Regions from separate parts of the Mus musculus genome. Here region 1 is linked to region 2. Evidence: chromatin contacts called from public HiChIP or PLAC-seq data. All regions are on one chromosome and are shown on one strand. The core of a region is the stretch at or near the end of the contact, and the rest is flanking DNA. Distances in the headings are between cores, read along the strand shown. Region 1 has its middle 10 kb from the start of Gm39050. Region 2 holds the start of Aqp11 (aquaporin 11).

Evidence for each region. HiChIP or PLAC-seq counts read pairs in DNA pulled down with a chosen protein or histone mark.
Region 1: an H3K27ac HiChIP or PLAC-seq map of microglia shows a contact between it and region 2, with 4 times the contacts expected there. The contact joins the enhancer-like site here to the promoter of Aqp11 in region 2. A contact is called at or near these places in 11 of 39 promoter capture datasets (the 3T3-L1 cell line, the HPC-7 cell line, cranial neural crest and 7 more), 2 of 15 datasets of contacts at CTCF or cohesin (CD8 T cells and the NIH/3T3 cell line), 28 of 484 Hi-C or Micro-C datasets (the C2C12 cell line, CD8 central memory T cells, LSK cells and 13 more), 13 of 115 datasets of contacts at active chromatin or transcription factors (CD8 T cells, the SCID.adh cell line, astrocytes and 6 more) and 2 of 9 other capture datasets (adipose tissue and liver).

Annotation. Positions count from the first base shown.
Region 1 is chr7:97,808,092-97,812,627 of GRCm38.p6, reverse strand. It overlaps a transcript of Pak1 not described here. Among named protein-coding and RNA genes, the nearest start is that of Gm39050, 10 kb to the right of the region's middle. Within about 2 kb of position 3,102, at least 4 of the 459 cell types and tissues checked have an H3K27ac peak or open chromatin away from gene starts, as enhancers often do. A contact at or near this core is called in bone marrow-derived macrophages and microglia, where this site is marked.
Region 2 is chr7:97,736,964-97,741,241 of GRCm38.p6, reverse strand. It overlaps Aqp11 (aquaporin 11), which reads left to right and starts at 2,995. Exons shown (of 3, transcript NM_175105.3): 1 at 2,995-3,873. The coding sequence starts at 3,255.

The DNA.
Region 1 (4,536 bases), core at 1,853-4,352, 71 kb before region 2:
CTGAAATGTAAATAAATAAAATATCCAATGAAAAAAAATGTTGAACCAGACAAAATCCCTGATTTCACAATGTTCATAGGCAATCAATAATAACAAAGTAGATTCAAGAAGCTGGAAAGATGGCTCAGTGGTTAAAATTATGTGCTGCTCTTCCAGATGATCCAAGTTCAGTTCCAAACATCCATGTGGAATGGCTTATGACACCCTATAACTCCAGGTCCAGGGGAACCCAATACCCTCTTCTTCTGGTCATCTCTGGTACTCATAAACACATGCCATATACACACATTTTAAAATTAGTTTTAAATTGGTTCAAATCCCAGATCTACCTTTAACTAGCTATGGTAAATAATTGCTTTTATCTAAATTCCAGACTCCTCATCTATGAAACTGAAGACAATATTATCCATCTAACTTAAAATGTTACTTCATGGGATAAAATATTTAAATCACCTAGAAGAATGTTAGCTCCAAAGGTTGGATATATAACTAATAAGTACCAAGACACCATGTTTGATCCCCTACCATACATATACCCCCCAAAAGTTTGATCCATAATGTATAGTACATACATATTTAATCAATTGATGTCTTATGTGAGGCTATCTTGGGAAGGTAGAAGTGAAGAGACATGCTCTCAACATTGTATTTTCTCATCATTATGGACTGTCCAAGGAAAAGCTGTTTGCCTGGAAGTGAGATTTCATATTCTGAAGCTCTCATGCATTAGAACCTCAAACTCTACCCTAGGACTAACAAACAGAAAAGAGGAACAGGGCAGATCTCATACAGTGTTTATGAGTGAAGGAAAGAGCTTGTCTGACCTAGCCAAGATAACAATGGAAAGTGGCCATCGAAATAAAGCCTAAAAATCCAAGACCCCAAATCCTGCATTTCTTCAGATTAAAGCCTGATTGAATACAAATATCTCTACAAAATGGAGGGTGAGAGATTAGAGCTCCACTAGGATTAATGAGACCCTCAGGTCCTAGGTATTCTCTACTTCAGATAGACATACTTTCAATAAGAAATATAAAAATATAAAATATACTGGTATATCCACGTGGGGCAGATATTTGACAAAGGACAGAGGCATGGCTCCAACTTTTGGCACATCTATAGTCATGATAATAAGAAATCTCAGCACTTCGGTGAGCCACAGACAGGAGTAACCTTATTCTCCTTCCCAAGTTTATCAGCTCCTAAAATATTTCCTCCTCTTTTTCAATCCATTTACCATAAAACTTACCGTCATAGTTGGGTGTCGTTGTTCATACCTGTAACCTCAGGATCTGGGAGGTGGAATCTTCAGAATTTGAAGCCAACTTCAGCTACATAGTTCAAAGCCACTATGGGTGACAGACAGACTCTTGTCTCCTGCCCCAACCCACCCCTATCCCCAAAGAAAAACAATGACAAAACTGAACCTACCATATCTAATGGCCCTTCTCAGAGAACAAGAGCCCTGACTATAAGCCACTACAGTATAGAATGGAAACCTAACAGCCGAACCCATCCTTAGTATCTCCAGAATTAAACTAAAGAGTAGGAATGAACACAGTGGTTATCAGTGGTAGAATGCTTGCATAGCATGGGGAAAGTCTCAGGTTCTATTCTCAGCACTGCAAAAAATCATCAAAGGTCAGGGAGATGGTTCAGGAAACAAAATCACTAGCCATGCATGCCTGACAACCTAAGTTTGATAAAAACTAGATGTGGTGGCATGCATTTATAATCCCACCCCTCCACAGCAAGATGGGGGCAGAGACAGGAGGCTCACCCAGAAACTTACAGGTTAGCTAGTCTAATTTATGGCAGCACAGCAGCAGAAACAAGAGGCCTTGTTTCAAATAAGATAGAAGCTAAAAAACCAACTCCATAAGCCATGCTTACCTCTCTGAATTCTATGCATATGCACACCTTGCTATGTGTGAGCCTCCACTCCCAAAAACAAAATACATACATACATACATACATACATACATACATACATACATACATACATAAAAATAAAACCATAGACAATCAAGCACTGTTATCTCTAAGATTTTAAAGGAGTGATTATGAGAAAGCAGAACTGTCTCCAAAGAAGTTCTCAAACACTATCACAAGCTAGGTACCATTTTGTTGTTTATAAATTTAATAAAACACTACTCCCAAAATGTGTACCTTTGGGCTGGTGAGATGGCTCAGTGGGTAAGAGCACCCGACTGCTCTTCCAAAGGTCCGAAGTTCAAATCCCAGCAACCACATGGTGGCTCACAACCACCCGTAATGAGATCTGACTCCCTCTTCCAGAGTGTCTGAAGACAGCTACAGTGTACTTACATATAATAAATAAATAAATAAATAAATAAATCTTAAAAAAAAACACCACATTTAAAAAAAAAAAAAATGTGTACCTTTGTCATTTGAGAAGACAGCAAAATCAGGAAGGTCAGACTCACCTTTCCTTATCTTTTTCTAAGACCCTAATTTAAGAGCTATTCCCCAGAGTATTATTCCCAGAGAAGAGACCCTCTTTATGTCTCAAGCCACACAGATATAGAGAAGAATCTTAACAAATAAGCTTTGCAAATTTCTTCCTAATTTATTACCATTAGATTATATATTTCTTCCAATAATTCTCCTCTACTCTCCTCTTCTACAAACCTAAACATAAAATACACAAATAAACCTAGTTTGAGGGATCTTCATTTCCTTCTAATGGTTACTATCACCTAAAATTTATATAAAGTCTATATGCTCTTCTCTTATTAATTCCACTTTTGTTTATGGGGAGCTTCTTTATGAACCCAGCAACAGAAAGAAAATACAGTGCTTTTCCCTATATTCTCTCATACTAATGTCTTGAAAGCAACCTTGTTAGAGAACTACTATTGTCCAAGGAGAACTTGGAAGAAAAAACAAGTTTACAAAATTGAGTGACATTTTCAAAATCAGACACAAAATGGCGAGAACGCTTAAATTTATAAGCAAATTGGTCGCCTTTACTCTAAAGTCACTGTTCTTTTTCTACTGCACTTCACACTGTATTATAGTTATAGCCTTGTGTGGCAGTTTCAAGAGGTAGCAGCATCATTTCCCCCTTACAAATGAGGAAACTGGTAAAGGAAGTAATGCTACTGTCTCCGAACCAAGTCAGAAGAGGCAGAACCGATTTATATGCAGATGGACCTTCTGCCTCCAACTCCCTGCTCTCTCTTTCTGCTACTTCATGGTTCCTCTTACACAGAAATGCACAAAACAAGGAGGCATAAGAGCCAAAATGTGGCCTTGACCCCAACTTTTATGTAACAGTAAATCAGTAGTTTTTCTTCTCTTAGCCCCACTTTTTTCATCCGTAAAATTAATATCTGATTAGCCAAACCCCAAAGTCTGGTCATCTATTTAATTAGTACCAACAAGTTTACAAGAAGCAATTTCTTTTGTTTCCCTTCCACAAAAAGTTACATTCTAAAAGAAGAGTAACAATAGTGATTTTTAGTTACAGTATAAAGTATTCAGCACTACACTTTACTACTACTACATGAAATTACACATTTAATGCCATACTTTTTTCTCAAATACTTTAGATGCAAACAAAGATCACATACTATCCAGTAACCCAGTGCTAGAATATCTAATACCAAATATGTGAGGGTAAAAGGGATCAGGACCCTTTGTCTCTCAGCTAGATTTACACTTCTAGTCACCAGCTAATTTCTTTTCCTAAGTTCAGACATCAGCTCTGCTTCATTTACATCAGACAGTGTGATAACATAAACCAAGGAATTTACAACCATATGTGAACCATATGCATACCTGGTATCCACAGTAGCTTTTGATAAAATAATACAGTTAAGACAAAAATCATGGGGCTGGAAAGATGGCTCAGTGATTAAGAGCACTAGATGATCTTCCAGAGGACTCGAGTTCAATTCCCAGAATCCACATGGTGGCTCATAACCATATGTAACTCCAGAGTTAGAGGATCTGATGCCTTCTTCTGGCCTCTGTGGATACCAGGTATGCATATGGTTCACAGACATACATGTAAGCAAAATACCCATAAACAAAATAATTTTTAAAATTATCTTTAAACATGGATGTAATTTTTTCTATCAAGAAATGGAAAAAGAGGAAGTAGCAAGATATTTAAATTTTTGGGTCCTTCTCTGTTTTAGTTTCATTAAATATAGGTATGGAAAAATCCAAGTCAATTCTTAATACCTTTCCCATTTGTGTCCCAGTAGATAGTCTATATTACAAAATATGAAATGTATAAGTGATAAAAATTTGAAGGAATAAGTATAGTAGCACAAATTTTAAAAGCAATGAGGTATGCTGGCGGTTGTGGCACACGCCTTTAATTCCAGCACTTGGGAGACAAAGGCAGGCGGATTTCTGAGTTTGAGGCCAGCCTGGTCTACAGAGTGAGTTCCAGGACAACCAGGGCTATACAGAGAAACCCTGTCTCAAAAAACAAAATAAAAAATAAAAATAAAGCAATGAGGTAAAAGCAAAGGCAGAACATAAAATATGGATGGTCACATC
Region 2 (4,278 bases), core at 1,746-4,245:
ACTAAGGCAAGCGTTGCGACATACATCAGCTCAGAACACTGCTAGGCTCAAGGTCAGGGGAGCCCCGGCAGCTGTTCCCACTCTGCTCACTGCGGGCCACCCACGTGGGTGAATTCTTAGGAGTGCGGTGTTGTCATGAACTCTTGGACCCAGGCGGTCAGAACACGGGGTTTCAATTTCAAGCTACTCACTAAGCACGTTTTGCTCTGTGCTGGGCTCTGTGCTAAGGGGTTGGTTACCATGATTTCTGAAGCCAATCAGGTGGGAGAGACAGAGCTCCACACTGCTGACTGGAGAAGCCTGGGGCCTTCTTTCCAGAGACTCCCACGAGACAACGCTGGAATTATTTAGGGGCAGTGGTGAAGGATTTCTCTATGTAGACCAGGTTGACCTTGAACTCAGAGATCTGCCTGCCTTTGCAGAGATTGGGATGTGTGCTACCGGGGCTGGAGAGATGACTCAGTAGTTAAGAGCACTGACTGCTCTTCCTGAGATCCTGAGTTCAATTCCCAGCAACCACATGGTGGCTCACAATGGGATCTGATGCCCTCTCCTGGTGTGTCAGAAGATGATGACAGTGTACTCACATATATATACAATAAATAAATATTTGAGGGGAAAAAAAAAGACGTGTGCTACCACACAGGCTCAAATCTGGGATTCTTAACTTCAGTGCAGAAAAGAATTTCAGGATGAGTTGCTGTGAAGCAAACTGGAGTTTACAAAGAAGAGATTTTCTTTACACAGACTTCAATAGAAAGGCCCTCTTGGACAGGACAATAGCCAACCATAGTTTGGGTGTGGGCTTCTCAGGAATTGTAGTTAAGTGGCTTGGCCACAACTGCACACAATTGCATGTTGATTTTAGAAGCTTTTAGAATTCCATTGATGGAAGTTTTTCTAAGGGCTCCTTCCTATTATTACACACACACACACACACACACACACACACACACACACACACACATCCTTTTTGGTAAATATGAGTATAGAGTGAGTCATAAGATGTCTTGGATATGATTACAACCTGATGAGGTAAATCCTGGGTCACAAAGGTTATTCAAGGGAGATTAGATATATCTTTCACTAAATGGAGCTCCTCATGAGAAAACTAGAAAACTGGGGGAAAGGTTATGTTTCCTTAATCCCTATTCTAACATTCTCTCTCTCTCTCTCTCTCTCTCTCTCTCTCTCTCTCTCTCTCTCTCTCTCTGTGTGTGTGTGTGTGTGTGTGTGTGTGAGACAAAACAACCTTACAGCACTTATTGTTATATAATAATAGCATAAGGGCTACCGAAACAACATAAATAAATGTTTCAGACTGTGTTCCCATTAGAAGACTTTTTTTTTTTTTTTTCCCAAGACAGGGTTTCTCGGTGTAGCCCTGGCTGTCCTGAAGGTCACTCTGTAGACCAGGCTGGCCTCAAACTCAGAAATCTTTCAGCATGATCCAGCCCGGCTGTTTTCTTGTTTTACGGTGAATCTTGTCTGCATCATCTAATACGAGGTTCAAGTACTCCTCAATGCCAATAATGCAGCCATCTATCCCTCTTTCCCAATATTCACTTGCTCACACAGCCACACCGGAATCTGCCTGGCAAGTATCTGAACTTGAGGTTGGCGGACTGCACCATCACCCTCCACACCTTCTGTGGCCCTGGCCCTGGTATGCCATGGTTGGAAGTCACAAAGACCATCTAGGAGGAAGGTCGCCTCAGAAAGTGACTTCCAGAACTATTTTAATATTCCCTTTTTCCCCCCTTCCCTTTTGCTCCGGCCCCGCTCGCACTGGACCATAGGTTTTTTATTTGTTTTTCATTAAGGATGGTTGTGAGCCACCATGTGGTTGCTGGGATTTGAACTCACGACCTCCGGAAAAGCAGTCAGTGTTCTTAACCGCTGAGCCATCTCACCAGCACCTATTTTAATATTCTTATTTGGGATATCTATAAGGCAAACTTCACAATAGATGTTAACTGTGCTGGAATACTTGACTCTCAGCTGGTGCAAGACTTCAGCTCCAGGCTAGCTTCCTTTCCATGGCCCCTCAAACTCCCTTCTTTCCATCCTGCCTCAGGTTGTCCCAGGATTCTGGGAAGCCAACCAATCCAAGGGTTTCCTTCCCACACTGGATGCCAATGAGAACAAGCAAACAATGTTTTCTTAGTATTTTAATATCTCATGATGAAGATAACATAAACATTATAAACTTTGAGGACTTCATGCCTAAACCACCACCTGCAGGCAAGGTGCTTCCAGCAGGTAAAGGTGCCCAATTGAGGACTTGAGTTTGATCCCTGGGACCCACCTTGTGGAACACATGAGATTGGGCACAGCGACCCCCGTATGTATGTATGTATGTATGTATGTATGTATGTATATACATACATATATATATATGTGTGTGTGTGTGTGTGTATGCACATATATAAACATAAATAAGACAATTAGATAATTAAGCAAATGCATTCGATAAAAAATAAAACACAACATCCAAAGTTTGGAAATAGTGGCGATAGCTAGATAAAGTGTGAATATAATTAACGTCAATTTTACACATAAATGGATATATATATTTTCCCCCACACTTACGAAAAAAGTTCGAGTGTGGGTGAAGAAAACCAAAGCTCTAACACCTTGTCAAACCAGTCAAACCTCGGTTCTCACGCCCACTCCCAGTTGACCACAGCTCCTTCCCTGAGGGTCACCTCCTCGCTCCTCAACCTCAGTCTCTCCATTAGTAAAAACGGGGTGGCTGCAAAGATGACCTCTGGGGCTCCGTGGAGTACAGTTTCCGGAGTGTGCAAAGATCAAGGCAGAGTTCCCAAGCCACGCTCCGATCGCCACATGCTCTAGCACCAGCGTGGTGCGGTCTTAGGCTCGGGGTCCGGCGCTGAGAGCCCAGAGCTCGGGCGCCACGCGCGTGCGCAGTGGTCTCGGGGCCCTGGCCCTGTGCTGAGGGAGGCGGCGGAAGGCGGGTGCGCGTGGGGCTCTACAGACCGTTGTCCCCTCCGCCAGTGCCCAGGGACAGCTCCCTCGCCGCCTCCTTTCCCCCGCCCTCCCCCCCTCCCCGGCTCAGGTCACATCTGCACAGCGCAGCCGGGGAGGGGAGGAGCCCTCCAGCGCGGAACCCGGGCTCTCCACTCGGCCCGCCCCTGAGGGGCGTGGGAGGGCGGGGCGGCGGACTTCGGACTCCAGCCCCCGACGCTCCTCTGTCCCTGCCGCCCTCAGCCATCCCCAGCGGTGAGGGAGCCATGTCCGCGCTACTGGGGCTCCGGCCCGAGGTGCAGGACACCTGCATCTCGCTGGGGCTAATGCTGCTGTTCGTGCTGTTCGTGGGGCTGGCCCGCGTGATCGCCCGGCAACAGCTACACAGGCCCGTGGTCCACGCCTTCGTCCTGGAGTTTCTAGCTACCTTCCAGCTCTGCTGCTGCACCCACGAGCTCCAAGTGCTGAGCGAGCAGGACTCTGCGCACCCCACCTGGACTCTGACACTGATCTACTTCTTTTCCTTGGTGCATGGCCTGACCCTGGTGGGCACAGCTAGCAACCCGTGCGGCGTGATGATGCAGATGATTCTGGGGGGTATGTCCCCCGAAATGGGTGCCGTGAGGTTGTTGGCTCAGCTGGTTAGCGCCCTGTGCAGCAGGTACTGCATAAGCGCCCTGTGGAGCCTGAGTCTGACCAAGTACCATTACGACGAAAGGATCTTAGCTTGCAGGAATCCCATCCACACCGACATGTCCAAAGCGATCATCATAGAGGCCATCTGCTCCTTTATTTTCCACAGCGCTCTACTGCACTTCCAGGAGGTCCGAACCAAGCTTCGCATCCACCTGCTGGCTGCACTCATCACCTTTTTGGCCTATGCAGGTTTGTTATTCCTACCAAACACTTGGCAGTCCGGAGCCTCTATGACCAGAGGTTCTAAGTTCTTTACCGATACATTTGAGCACCCCCTGCACCCTACCCTGGGCCACTTATTATTCTAACCACCTTGCAGCCTAGCAGTTGGAGCCAACATACAGATCTTCATTCATTGCTGTTTTGAACACCCAGAGAAAGCAGACACTCCGGTGCCGAAACTAAGATCGTGGCAGATTACTGCCAAAGGCTTAAATAGCCCACAAAGGGATTGTTTTAATGTTAGAAAGGCAGCTTATCAGTTACGGCTCTCATGCCAAGGTGGTATAGATTGCTTCTGACACTCTTACTGAGAAACGATCCGGTCAAAAAGTTCCTTCGAGCTTAAAGTGCACGATAGGTCAGTAGTTGACC